Linked DNA regions of Sus scrofa: region 1 is linked to region 2. Evidence: chromatin contacts called from public Hi-C data. All regions are on one chromosome and are shown on one strand. The core of a region is the stretch at or near the end of the contact, and the rest is flanking DNA. Distances in the headings are between cores, read along the strand shown.

The links. A called contact is a pair of places that touch in the nucleus more often than the background predicts.
Region 1: a contact with region 2 is called in a Hi-C map of retroperitoneal adipose tissue, with 2.4 times the contacts expected there. The contact joins two enhancer-like sites. A contact is called at or near these places in 6 of 47 Hi-C or Micro-C datasets (embryonic fibroblasts, heart right ventricle, liver and 2 more) and 1 of 2 datasets of contacts at active chromatin or transcription factors (alveolar macrophages).

Annotation. Positions count from the first base shown.
Region 1 is chr13:93,447,219-93,454,496 of Sscrofa11.1, forward strand. No RefSeq gene overlaps it. Among named protein-coding and RNA genes, the nearest start is that of RAP2B, 140 kb to the left of the region's middle. Within about 2 kb of position 4,318, at least 5 of the 83 cell types and tissues checked have an H3K27ac peak or open chromatin away from gene starts, as enhancers often do. A contact at or near this core is called in retroperitoneal adipose tissue, where this site is marked.
Region 2 is chr13:93,307,049-93,314,560 of Sscrofa11.1, forward strand. RAP2B (RAP2B, member of RAS oncogene family) reads left to right here and starts at 1,064. Exons shown (of 1, transcript NM_001123185.1): 1 at 1,064-1,615. The coding sequence starts at 1,064. The coding sequence ends at 1,615. Within about 2 kb of position 4,908, at least 2 of the 83 cell types and tissues checked have an H3K27ac peak or open chromatin away from gene starts, as enhancers often do. A contact at or near this core is called in retroperitoneal adipose tissue, where this site is marked.

The DNA.
Region 1 (7,278 bases), core at 3,068-5,567, 140 kb after region 2:
TGCCTAGGGGACAAGGAATCCTAAAAAGAGTTCAGAGCCTGGCCTGAGGGAAAAAGAAATTTTAGGAATAAGGGGCAGGGGGCAAGAATGGACAAAGGGGTAAATAATAGGTACTATGTGGAAGGAACTGCCCCCTAGGGATCAGGCCTAACAAATATCGAATGTAAGCTTCCCTCATTCACAGTATGTGTACATCTGAATTCTTTCCTGGTGGTTTTTCTCCTGCCCCTACTTTTTTTTGCTACCTTTCTTACATGGCCTTTGCAGGCATTTCAGTGTGTGACTGCTGCATTATTGCTCTACCCTGAACTAAACAAATAACACAAATTGCCTGTTGATATTTAGCGCATACCCTTCATTCCAACACTCCATAGAATAGTCATGCAATTGAACACAATGTGTAAAACCCTCTTATTTCCTCTCCTCACACCCTCCTTCCATTGCCCCAAACTTTCGGAGCTCTTGAATAGTTTTAAACCTTTCTTTAACCCTTTCCTGCTACAAGCCTCTACCAGCGCAAGCAACTCAGCAAAATAATGCATGCACTATATATAACTGCCCTGTTTAAAAGCCTACCTAGGGCCCCTGTTACTTATAAGAGTTAGTCTATTTTTCTTTTTTAAAATTTAGCTCTCCTTTGTTTACTCAAACATCTTTCTAGTCCTTTCTCTTCTCATTTCTGTGCTTCTCTAACCTTGCTGATAATTAAAATTCCCCGAGAAACTGTTTAAAAGAGCCATTCCCTGGGGTCTGACCTCTAGAGCTTTTGGTTTAAGTTGTCTGGGGTGTGGCATGGAGGATAGTTTTTGCCTTGCTTTTAACTCAGCTGTTTCTAACTTGAAGCCAGGCTTAAGGACCACCTATCCAAACTAGTGGTTCCAGGTCAGTAACATCTGCAACACTTTGGAACTTGTTAGAAACATGAATGACTGGACCTGTACCCCAGATCTCTGGAATCAGAAACTCTAGGGATGGAATGAGCAACCTGTAGTTTAACAAGATTTTGACATACTTCAAAGCTGTGCTGTCCAATATCGTGGCCACTAGCCTCGTGTGGCTACTGAGCACATGAAATCTGGTTAGTCCTAATTGAGATGGGCTATAATGTCAAGTACACAATAAACCTTGAAGACCTAGTACAAAAACAGAATGTAAAAGTCACATAAGTTATATATTGATCACATATTAAAATGATAATATATTGGACAGGTTAGGTTAAATAACTGTATTGTGAAAATGAATTTTACCTTTTCTTTTTTTAATGTGCCTGCTAGAAATTACATATATGGTTTACATTACATTTCTCTTGGGCAATAGTGATCTAAAATTTGAGACCCATTGCTCTATGCCATCACTATTTTCCCACACAGAAATTTTTTCACAGTGGTTTGACCAGAATGCAGCCTTGGCTTTTGGCTTTTTTGATTCCACACCTCTGCACCTTTCATGCATCATCCCCATCACTAGACAATCATTCCTACCCCTCTATACTTGAACCATTCTGCCTGACTCTACCAGGCTGAACAATTTTTTTTTTCTTTTGCCACCCTTTGGCATATGGAGTTTGGCATATGGAGTTCCTGGGCCAGGGATCAGATTTGAGGTGCAGTTGGGATCTATGCCACATCTGTGGCAATGCCTGATCTTTTAACCCACTGAGCTGGGCTGGGGATCAAACCCGAGTCCTGCCACTGCAGAGATGCCCTCAACCCCCTTGTGCCACAGCGGGAACTCCCAGGCTTAGTTTTTCATGTATTTTTATTTCAGAAATATCTCCTAGCCACTCTAGTCTAGGGTAGGTAACTCCCTTTCTCTATTTTTATAGTTCCTGATTCCAGAAAGTAGGGAGATTCAGAAAGGGAACAACTATAACTGCAGACCTCATAGAAAAGAAGCACCTGTGCTCAGTCTTCAAGGAGGATGGAATCACTAAAACATGGAAGAGGAGAGTACCAGGCCAGTCAGACTGAGGTCATGTGGTTGGTAGCTCCTGGACATCAGAGCCTACTCTCTCCTACCCCACCGGAACTTCCCATTCTGCAACTTCCACGGAGCAGGTCTGTGCATGTCCTATGAGTTAAGAGCCCAAAAGATATATGTGGCTGATGACAGTGATGGGCCTGAGAGGTTACAGTGACAGAAGGAAACAGCTAGGAAAGTGGATGAAAGTCACAGGAGCTAAGAATAAGGTCTCTTTTTGAAAACAAAAACTCTCAATGTTTCCATTTACTGAGATGGTGACGGGGAAAATCCACTGGTTAATTGGTTTCAGTAACTTGTAGAAGGCAAACAATGTATTTGGAGCTTTAGTGATGGAAGTAGGGTGGCAGTAGAAAGAGCGTTTCATTGTAGTTTAGTAATACTTTAGGGGATTTTTCTTATATGTTGCCTCTGCTCCCTCTTACATCTGGTACAGTTTTGCATGATGGACGTAAGAGAGACTAGATGACCTCAAAACACTACTTTCTGCTCTGGACCGCATTGCCTACCACCGTGCAAGGCAGTGGAGGAGAGGTAATCCCTTCGCTATTAAAATCCCAGAACACTCGCCCCTTGCAGGATTCCTTTACTTTCTCAGCATTCTCTTTCTTGTCATTTCGCACCATCCATTCTAATCAAACAGAAAAAAGAATGAGGCTATTATGGATGTGAAAGGGGAGATTCTAAAGTGGAGAAATAAAAAGCACACCAGGGTTCTCCCTATATGCAACTTGTTTGCTAACCCTCAGACCACTCCAGTACATGAATGCATTTCATTCTTTCTCTAATCACACAATTTTAAAGTTAGTATTTAATATTTCTCAGAAAGGATCATTTAAACCATGAGACATCCAAGATGCTTTAACAGTTGCTTCAAGCACTTCAAAAAGTTCTTGCACGAAAACATGGATTTGATCTTTGTAGGCTCCTTAGGGGAACAAGCAGAACCTCCCAAGAACTGATCAGAACTTTCTGCCTCCAGAATCTTTTAATCCTCACTAATAGGAAGAGAACGATCTACTTGCAAATACTCTCTAAGACTCAAATAGTGATGTTTTAAATCTAGTCAAGACATATGCGTCCCAAGACAATGAATTATCTAGCTATGATAATATCAAGTTATAAAGTACCCATTCCTCATCACCACCTTGAAATAAAAAGTTAAAAAAAAAAAAAAGAACCTACTTGCAAATGAACCTGTAAAATACCACCAGCCAAGCATGAGATTGGGATAAAGCACTTCATCAAAATGTCTATTATATCATTTCTTTTGGTTGTAGATGAGTATCTCACAAGTCATCACACAGTGCACATTTTCAGAGTTGCATTGGTGAGAAATGTAATACTATCTTGCTAGATGTTTTTTTATGACAAGAGGCAATGTGATCAAAAAAAAAAAATCTAAGAGTACGTTTCAAATACGGAAATCAATTTTAAGTGAGGAATGAGAAGTTAAAAAGGTAAGTTATTTAATTTCTAAAATCTGTATGTTCACTTGGTCTATTTTACTTTTTACGTATTTTTTTCGTAGCTGCAATTTTGGCTTCTGTTTCCCAGAAACCATCTATGCTTATGCCAAAGTTCTGTTGCTGACATAGGTTTTCAAGATCAAGAACGGCTCTGTAAATTCTTTTCTAAAGATGACCAAAAGTTATCTATCACTCTCCCTCTCACCAATATCCTATAAACAGAATTTTACTCCTTAAGAAAGTACCAAATATAGAAAGTTAAAGGGGATAGCTATACATTTTCAGAATATTCACCAGAAATAATAAAAACTGTACTTCCTCATACAGAGCAAACTTTGGTGTTGCAAAACGGCCCTGGAGTCCCTGGTCACAACTGGATTGGGTATCTGCCACATTAGAGACTCAGTATTCTAACGGGCTTTCCTTATCCAAATCCAAAGAGTCACTAAATGCAGAAAATCTGATATCTGAACACTCTGTTCTCAGAGATGAAGCTAATCTCACTAAGGGTTGGATGTTTCTCTAGGGAGCAGCCAGTTAATCTCCTGTTAGCTTTGAGATCTATTTTCCAAACTTCTCCTGCCCTGCTTTGAAAGATCAGAAATTACCTTCCTCAGGCTATTAGTTTCATTCATTCAGTGGGAGACAAGGTTTGGAGTCTGGGGGTGGGAAGATGGCAGTGGTGTTTTTCCTTCTCCCCTCCCCCCTAATTTTCATGGCATTTCTGGCAGCATCTCTTCCACAATTTCTGCAAGGCAGCCCCTTTTCCTATGGACCCAGATCCTCTGGTCAATGCCTGCCATGACTATATCCCACAAAATGGCCTGGCCTCTGGGCTCTTATAATACCACTTCCTCTGGTTGTCTCTCCAGGCTTAGGAATGATAGCTTCTTCTCACTCTTGCCAAACTCTGGGTGGCCTCACCCTCCCTTCATAGGTTTTTCTGTTTTTCCACCAGCTGTTGCAGGAAACACTCTAGATCCTTCTAGGCCCCCTACTGGCCTGGTGTACTTATTGTTACTATGAACTGTGGCTGCTGAGAGTTCAAAACAAGCCTCCTTCTCCGAGACTGACGGGAGTGGACAAAATAGCCACAGCCAACGATGAAGGACAAAGATTACGACACACTGACCCTCTCGTGCCAAGGAAGGGACAATTTTGTTGGGGGGTTATGTTCCAGAGCTCTCCCTCTGTGGATCAGGCCAAGGCTGTGCCTGACCTGACCCACATCATTGGTTAGTTCTTTCCTCTTCACGATCCTGATTTGTTGTCTCCCTCACAAGCTCTTCTTAAAGTGTATGGCTTCCGAAAATCACATGCACCCAAATCCTTGTCCCAGGCTGTCTGCCATTACTTGGTGATTCCATCTGAAGAAGCTGTGTAACTAAATCCTTCTGTTTGGAAGTCTTAGAGTAATTTGTGTTTTCCTGGCTGTGTCCAGAATGATACAGAAAAAGCTAAAGTAACTCTCAGCATCTCACTTGCTGGAGAAAAGCACAATGAGAATACCTGTTTGGGTATTCTAGTACAGTAGCAATCTCATGCCCATGGCTCATTGGATTGGCTTCATCACTCTCTGAGGGTCAGCTTCTCCTCATATCTTCCTCTAATCTCAGTGGTTTTCTTTTTCTTTTCTATTTTAATTAATTAATTAATTTTTTTTTTTTTTTTTTTGGCCATGCCCATGGCATGTTGAAGTTCCCCAGCCAGGGATCGATCAATCCACAGTAGTGACAATGCCAGATCCTTAATGGCTGGGCCACCAAAGAACTAATCAGTGGTTTTCTTTTCTTTTCTTTCTTTCTTTCTTTTTTTTTTTTTTAACATAGTATATGTTTTCTTACCTCAGATTAGTTTCCAAGTGCTCTTACTTTTTCTGGAATGGGTAAGGGATACTAGGTGAATTGTCTATATGACAGCTCATCAAGGAGGTAGACCTGGGTCATAAAGATTTTCTGAGACCCAAGACAGTGAATTTTCTGTTGCTCTGAATCCTTCTAATTAGGTAGCAGTCATGTAGAAAATACTTTGTAAAGAGGAAATTAACACAATAAAGTAGAAAAGGTTTTGAGGTTACCTTGCTAACTTTCTTCTATTGAGATTCTCTCTCCTTGATGCTCATTTAGAGACATTAGATCTTTCTGATGGGAAGAGCGGGGGTCAAGATAAACTCAGACTCCTAGAGGTAATTTTCACTGGCATCCTGACCATCTCCTCCAGGCAAGAGAATAAACCCATTAATGTGACTCTGAGAATCCCTGACAAGTGAGCCACTGGGTGGTGGCCACCCCTCCATGGAGGATTGTAGCCGAGCCAGGATCTTCCTCTCCACCCCAACTTCCACCATCATTCTGCTTACTCTCAACTCCAGATGGGTGACCTCTTCAAGGCCCCTGACCCTCACGTTCTTTGATTTCTGTAACTCCACTGGCTTTCACATTCACTTGGCCTTGTCATGATTTGGGAGTCTCCTCCTTAGAAACAGTAAACTTCAATAACTCACCATCAAACCATATCCTCCTATTTTTCCAGCTTTTACTCTGTCACCCTGGCCTACTCATTAGACTCATGAAAAGTTAAAATTTACTTGATTCATTTTTTTTTCTTTCAATTTAGCCATTTATTACCTTCATTTTGTTCCTTACCTTGGTTAGACACCATGATCTATGGTGTTCAACTAAAAAGAACACAGTAATCTATTCTCTTGCCAATATCCTCAGCTCCCATACTCCCTTTTCCATCTGTACCCTCGTGGTGCTATTCCAGCCTACAAATCCACACAGTTACTCCTCTCAGCTCCTATACCCAGGTGGCTAAGTACTACTAAGAAACACAATTTTCACCTTGTCACTATGAGCAGATAGAAATCTCCTATTTCACTTGAACCATTGCAGTCATTAAGTATGAAGCTATCTAAAGCATCTTCATGCTCTCCCATCATCTCAGTCTGATGATGAGATGCCCCTCCTATTCAAAGCAAAGGAGCCCAGACAGGATAGCCCCTCCCATGAGTTCACTGAGAACATGTACCATATTTTATTTTATCCCTATTTCATGAATATTAGAACCTGGGGCATGCTAGGTACTCAAAAAATATTCTATTTAATGACTTACTCTCTTCTCTGTAATTTTTTCTGTAGCCTGTATCATATTTATTTTGTCCACTTACCTCACTAAACTGTGAGTTCCCTGAGGACAGGAATTGCTTCTTAGTCACCTTTTATCTTTGTACCAGGCAACATCTGAAACATAGTAGGAATGAGAGAACAAGGTAGGAAGAAATGAGTACCTTAGTGAAACAGTCATTTTTCTGCATTTAAATATTATTAGCTGTGTTGGTAAGTGGATGTCTCAATGAGAAAATTAGTAAATACCATGACAACTCCAATGAGTTCTAAGTTGCTTTATTATCAAGTAAACTTAGGTAATTATTTTCATGCCAATTCATTAAAAAAAAAAAAAACAACCAAAAAACTAAGCAGATGACTTCTAGAATGGATGATCTCAGAGGCCACATTTTCTTTTGCCCAGCTTCCCTTTCATACCACTTGATAGAGCTGAACAACAAACTGTGCAGAGACAGAAGTTATTCTGAAATCTACATTATCTTCTTCTCTTTGGTTATTTAGCTGCTTATAGAGTTTCCTTTAGGATACCTGGCTTGATTTTTTTTTTCTTTCTTGTTATCATAACAGAAATCAAAAGTTGTAACTCCTACTTTCTAATCCATTGTTTCAGTCTGCTTATTTCTGGTCATTGCCTAATGTGTGTATAATGTGTTTAACACACATACATGCTTGATGTAGGGAATAAAATTAAGATTCTGGCA
Region 2 (7,512 bases), core at 3,658-6,157:
GTCGCAACAGGGTTTCAGACCCAGCATTCCCGTTTTCTTTGTCCCAGAGATGAAAGTGCGGGAGAGTAGGCCAGAGAAGGTCGGGTAGAAAGAGCTGCGCCTTGGGTAGGGGAAGATGGTCTTCCCGCCAAACACCCAAACGTCCTTTGGGTCTCAATCCCGGGAGACACACCCTCCGGGGGTCTGGGAAGTGGGATCTACGGGCTCTGAATGATGCGAGGCAAGAGCCCAATCCTCCCTATTCCCAGGGAGGAGTGAGGGGGTGGCTGCCGCACCCACTCGCTTCTCGAAGAGCCTGAGCCCCTATGTATGAACCCAGAGCGGCGAAAGAAGGCTGCCTCCAACCTCCCACTGGAGCTCTCCCAGCCCGCCACAAACACCTACACATCCCGGCACATTTGTCCTCTTGCTGGGAGACCAGAGCCTCCGGCGAATCCGCTAGTCCCGACTCAAATCGCGAGCCCCACCCACAACCCCGCCTCCGCCCGGCTCCCTGGAAAACCAGGAGCAGCGGATCCGGCGGGAGCGGCCGGCGGCGGCGCACTGGGCATGCTCGTCCGGGCGGGGAGGGCCGGGCTGCGCGCGGCGAGTAGGAAGCCCTCGCCCCGCGGAGGCTGAGGAAGAGAGCTCCATGGGCCGCGGCGGTGGGCGCACGCTCTGCGGGGACTCATGCCACGCGCGTCCCGGCCCGACGCGCAATTAGCTGCCGCCTCCGCAGCCCGCTACCTCCGCCGCCTCCTCGCCCTTCTGGGCTGCCGCGACGAGAAGCTGCAGCCTTCGCTTTGCACAGGCTGCCGGCATTGTCCTCCGGTTCCGCCGCCCAGGCTGCCGCTGCCGCTGCCGCCGCGGGCTGCTGCGGGGCCCCGGACCTGCGCCCCAGGGACGCGCTGCCGCTGCCGGCCGGCCCGGCGCCCGGCCCCCGCTCGGTGATTTCCGCGCTCTGCGCTCCTCGGCCATTTCGCTCCTGAGTTTTTCCTGCGGAGCTGAGGAAGGGTAGAAGTCCAGCCGCCAAGCCCAGCCTTACTACGGCGCGCAGCCCCGACGGGCGAGCGCCGACGGAGCCATGAGAGAGTACAAAGTGGTGGTGCTAGGCTCGGGCGGCGTGGGCAAGTCCGCGCTCACCGTGCAGTTCGTGACCGGCTCCTTCATCGAGAAGTACGACCCCACCATCGAGGACTTCTACCGCAAGGAGATCGAGGTGGACTCGTCGCCGTCCGTGCTGGAGATCCTGGACACGGCCGGCACGGAGCAGTTCGCGTCCATGCGGGACCTGTACATCAAGAACGGCCAGGGTTTCATCCTCGTCTACAGCCTCGTTAACCAGCAGAGCTTCCAGGACATCAAGCCTATGCGGGACCAGATCATCCGCGTAAAGCGGTACGAGAGAGTGCCCATGATCCTGGTGGGCAACAAGGTGGACTTGGAGGGCGAGCGCGAGGTCTCTTACGGCGAGGGCAAGGCCCTGGCCGAGGAGTGGAGCTGCCCCTTCATGGAGACATCGGCCAAAAACAAAGCCTCGGTGGACGAGCTGTTTGCCGAGATCGTGCGGCAGATGAACTACGCGGCGCAGCCCAACGGAGACGAGGGCTGCTGCTCGGCCTGCGTGATCCTCTGAGGCGCCCGCGGCTGCCGCGCGCCGGCCGAGCTCTGCGCACAAAAGCCAAACGCACCCGACTCTAAATGTGATTTCTCTTCTTGCTTTGAGATTGGAGACGACTTTGCATCGGCCGGGGTGTCCCGGGAGCCCGGCTGGCCCCCGTGGCCATGTCCCCTGCCTCTGCCCCGTGTCCGAGGGGGTGTGCCGTTCTGACCATCCGAGACCCGATGGAAATGTGGCTCTTTGCGGCATGTACGTTTCTCATTGATTTTGGTTGACGCGTTATTTCCCCATTGACGCAGCCGTTGGGGCGCTGTATTGGCAGCTTGACACCGGCAAGCGAAAGTTTCAGCCTGGAGAAAAAAAAAAAAAAAAAAATGGGGTGGGGGAGGAAGAGGACGGGGAGAAGGTTGGAAAGGGGGAGTTTTTTGTTTTTGTTTTTCTGTCCAAAACCGTTTTTCTCGTTCCAAGTTTTAAATACTCGGAAGGAAGTCCGGGAGAACCAAATGAAGGAGCAGGAGGAGAGGAAAAAACTTTTGTTTTTTTTCCTCGTTTTCCAGGAGTAGCTGGAAATTAAGATCGGGTTCCTTTTCTGCCAGCTTGGAAGGGCAACCCCGTGACTGATTATGATTCTGAGGATGTCTATGCAAAGTTGGATTCTTGTTACAGTGTATCCAATCTGAAGTATTGCACATCTGAACTGGGACTGTTAACACTGATGCCAATACAGTGTGGGGTGCCAGAATGTGTCTGCTGATATTTGTGGAAAAAAAAAATCTATTTTTGTTTACCTACTGTATCAAAGGGGAGTCTGGGGGAGAACGGTAGTATTTTTTTTTATCAGCTGTGAAAAAAAATGTTACAGATCTGCACATTTTTGTGTGTACTGTTGTGTGTGTGTGTGTTTTTAGATTTAGCTTTTTGTTCTTATTGGTTGGCAGTAACAGGTTTTGATGACTAGCTCTTTAAAACACAGTACAAAGACTTCACAAATGTGATTCAGGGCCCCCAGCACCCCTGTGTCTGCAGAGTGCCTTCAAAACTCAGCTGTTCCAGCCGGTGCCAACCTGTGAATTTCCCACCAGATCCCCTCAAACCACTTCCCCATTTCCTTTCAGTAATCTTCCTGAAGGAATCAGGACAATAGGGCCTGTTGTTCGGTGAATTTCTTTATTATTTCCAGCTTTTAAGATGTAATTCACTTATTTTGCAATGGGTTTCTTTTTTCTTTTTTTCTTTCTTTCTTTTTTTTTTTTTTTTTTTTTGCTTCATTTTGTTCCAGTGTTCAGGTATTTAGCTCCCCTTTTGTATCATTTTTTAAAATTTTTGGTTTTCTGTTATAGGGTGTTCCTCCAGAAGCAAAGAGCAGAATTTTGCTGTTGTGATGTACCAAGAGAATTCTAACAACTTGTAATTTTTAATTCCAGACATGTGTTTAATCATTGTCTCTTCATTTTAAGATTTTTAATACAAATGTCATTTTTAAAGAAATCCAAAAATTTGTTTGTGTTTCTGTGTTTCATATTCAGTTATTTAAACAGTACTGTGGCTGAGGTGGACAGGGGGAAGGTGCATGAAGCCCCCAAGAGTGGTTTGCCAAATTCTGAAGAGAGGTGTGTCTCAGTGACAAGTTGAGTGACACTCCTCCCAACTCCTTAAATATGGAAAAAATCGTCGAGGTCTAGGAAGTCTTGCGGTGTCAGGTATGGCCATACGTTGACTACAGGATATTGAATCTGTTCTGCTGACTTGGAGCAGTTTATCTCACATTAGGTAGGGAAGGGGAGAAACCAACTGTTAAAACTGCCTTAGATCTGGGAAAGTAACCAGGCATCTGGCCAGATAGGCTAGTGCTTTTAATTTTCCTTTTCCTATTTCTATCTTTTGTCTTCTGTTTGTTTTGTGTTGTTGAAATTACATCACCTATCCAGTTGAAAGTACGTTTGAGGAAGATGGTTTTCAGTTCTGAAGTCATACCTTATAGTGTTTTTGGCAGTATATTTGTATGGGTTGTGGACAGTATCTGAACCCTTTTGAGGCTTCGATTTGGAATTAGTTCTAGATTAAAAAAGAAGGGAAAAAGAAAAAAAACTAAGACAAGCCTCTTGCTCTCATTACACTGTGCAGTTTGTGGACCATTTTGACCTCATGAGATTTTCCTTCTAACAGCAGGAGGCAGTGTGAGCTTTTTATTTTGTATTTTATTTTTCTTAAGGGCCGCTTTACTCATATAACCTCAGTAGAATAAAAAGTGTATCATTTTTTAAATCTAGAACACTTTCTATACCTTAGGCCCATGAGTGTAAATGAAATCTTTTGAAGAGTTTTTGACAAAGGGATTTATTCTGCTGAGGAAGCCAAAAGAAATTACAGGCCACAAGTTTCTTTAAAGCTGTATTAACATATCTTGCCTTAAAATGTTGAGTGTTTTGCTTGGGTGACATTTGAGAATTCCAGCATGGAGGAGGATAGAGAATTCTGCCTGGGTTTGGTTCTAAAGCCATTTTTTTTCACTGTTGATCTCACTTAAGTATCAAACTCAATCTGAGGGCAATGTATATATGCTAAATATAGAAATTAGGAGAAGTTACTCAAATTTATGCTTTTGCAAAGATTCGTTCTTGGATTTGTGTAAATTTAGTTGATCCAGTAAATCTAAAGTGTTGAAAATTCTGAAGACATATACCAAGTACTATGTAAAGAATTTTTTTAAAGGCGTTTAGTGACTGTTTCTTATGGTTTGGTTTTGTTTCTTGGGGAGCCTGTGGACAAAATGCTGCCAAGTATCTAACTAACTTAAATGTATACACTCCTGCCAGGGGAATTTTTGAAAATGGGAAGTTGGAAATGAAATAGGTTGCTGTGTGCATTAATCATCTTCACACTGGATTTAGTCACCTACATGACTAAATTCTTTGTAGGTCTGGAATGGCAGGGCAGAAGACTTTAATGCGCTATTACTGAGTACTGTAAAATAAATGCTTTTTGGATTCTCAATTAAAGCAATTTTGTGTGCGTGCCTGGAGCAGGAAAATAGTTCGGAGCTTTGTAGCCTTCTCCAATATTTTCTTGACAAAATTGAGAGATGTTAAGAACATTGTTTTTAAGAATATATGTTTATTTGGCCTTCTAGTATTATGGTGTGAAGAGATAAGAGCCTTTGTTTCACTGAAAAAGCTGGGCTGACTTAAGGGTGTTAAAGGAAGGATGGAGGGAGGGAGGAGTTTGTTGGAAAGCAGTCACCTGTCAAAACAGAGAGTGGGTGGGAAAGGAACATTTATCTTGGGGAGCAAAAGTTAACTTTTAAACTTGACCCCTGCTGGTTTTTAAAAGCTTTTCCTTTTGGTCCCTGACAGTCATCCAAGCTTTATGTCATTTCAAAGGATTATTTCTGTCCTGCTTTCCTAATAGCCTCAAAAAAAGTTGAAAGTATCATTGGAAGTCTAACATTTTTATATCTGTGAGTTATGGTTCTTAGTACAACAGTGTCCATGTTGTTACATTGTTCACTGCTGAAATAGACCCCACTGAGTCATATTTTAGGGCCAGATCTATTGGGGATGAGAATTCTTTCAGTGTGTGAGGCCTCATGCTTCCTGATTTAGTAACCTTTCCTATAGGTGGCGATCCTAAAAAGCCCCATCAATTTAAACTGTTCCGGTAGTTTTACGTATTCTCACCCCCTTTTGAGTTATATTTCAATATTTCTCACAGATGGGATGGGAAAGTGAAAGAAAACTATAGGTAGCAATTAGACTTGACAGGTATATACAAAATGCTTGTACTTTGTCAGAAAGTATTGATTTACTTTTCACAGCAGCTAGACTAAGCCCCCGACTTATAAATATGAGGGTTTCATTTGGAGATCACCACTGTGAGTTAAAATGAAATCAAACATTAGTCACGGTGTCTACCTAATTGGAGCTACTAGTACAAATTTTGTCCTGGTGAAATGTAGCAAAGTTTGAAGTACTATATATAGAGAATGTGGTAATTTTGATGATGATAGTTTACTTAGATTCCCAGGACTAATCAAAAGCATTTAATGGAACCTGGTGCTGGTTCTAGAGGATACATTTGATCTAATGCCAGTAGGATTTTGATAGTTGAAAAAGGTTTTGGGGAATCATCTAGTCCAGAGGATCTCAAACTTAACCACATATCCAAGTCACCTTGAGGTTAAAAACAAGGCCTGCTAAGCTCTTCCTTTAGTTTCTTATTCAGTATGTCTGAGTATGTTTTCATTATCTTCATTTCTAACAAGATTCCAGGTGATGCCAATAAAGCTGTTCCAGGGACATTTTAAGAACCAATGATCTAGCCCAAACTCCACGAGTACTTTAGATATTCAGGGACACAGACTCAAGACACACGTCTAGAGTGCTGCCTACCACCAAGTCATAAAATAATCTTGACTGAACTCTATAGCTAAGGAGGACATACACCAGTTACACTAAGACTATTAAACTGTGAAGTGTGAATGAAGTAGCCACACTGATAGATGAGTGACCATTTTCACATTTGAATAGTTTGGGTATGGCTTTCATTGTTAATTCAGAAAGTAAGGAAAGTGAATAAATGATTAAAATAGGGGTATGGCCTAAATAATCAGAATGAATGTTTTCTCTCCCCCCACCGCAAAATTGAAAGTATCTTTGCTAAAGTGAACACTTTCACATATTTGTCTTCTCTTCAAGATTAAAAGGCAAGAATTTCATCTTTATATGCTTTCTGGCAAGGATTTTTTTAAAAACTGTATTTGAGAATGTAAATCTTCAGGTCATGGTAAGTGTGTGTGTGTGTGTGTGTGTGTGTGTGTGTGTGTGTAAATAAATACATACGTTCAGTTTTCTTAGCCAGACTTTCAAGGAATCAGTCGATTCAGTGTCATGTAGATCTATAGTTATCAATTCTGGGACAACGCACAGTATAAAACAGTGCCATGCATCTTGTTACAGTATACATCTTGATCTTTTGGAACTGTGAAGGTTGATCTATTTTGTAAATTGGAGGGGGGGCATCTATTTATATTTTTCCTCTGCTATTAAACAGAAATCTCTGAGGAGATACTTTTTTTTTTAAGAAAGTAGAAATTACATGCTTTTTTGTCTGATTGACTAAAATTGCTATTTTTTAAATGAATTATCTGGCAAAATTATGTTTGCCTAAGTTTATCAGAGGCTTGAAAATGTCATACGTTTATTTGTGGTAATTGTGCATATATCACAAAACACCCTTTAAAAGTAGAAAAGAGAATATTGATGCATTGAGAATACAGATGCCCCAAAGAACTGAGATTGTTCCTTACTGTTAAGAATATGGTTACAGTGGAAATTGGTAAATTGATTCATTCATTATTCAACAAGTATTTATTGAGTATATACTGTTAGCTGTGATGTAAGGACTAATCCTTAAATGGGTGGAAGCCAGACAAGAGAGCAACAACTTTGTGCTTTCATCACCATAGGCTGCGATAATAGTGTGTATTAAAAAACAGTAGGAATATATGGAAAAGCACAGTTACCTGTACCATCAATTATAATAGAATCCTGTGGGTCTGTCTGGCAGACAATAGAGCAGGTAAATTTGTTGAAAAATGGGACTTTACTTTGAAAGGTATATGGATATTGGTTGAGGTAACTAATAGTTGTTTTGTTGCATGTAGAACTTTAATTTTGTGCATCATTTTCAACTAGCTTTTTGAAATTACCTAAAGTCGAATGAGTAGAAATAAGTTTACTTTTATATCTTCATATCAAAGGGAAGAAAGGAAAATGAAGAAAGATTTATGAAATTTGTTCACTGTATTTTTTAAGTGCAGAAACAAAGAAGGGAAGGGCAGTTCAGGTTATATTCCTAAAGAAGCAATTGTTGGCATAAAGTCTTTGGGGGCTCCTCATGTAAAGAAGATTCAG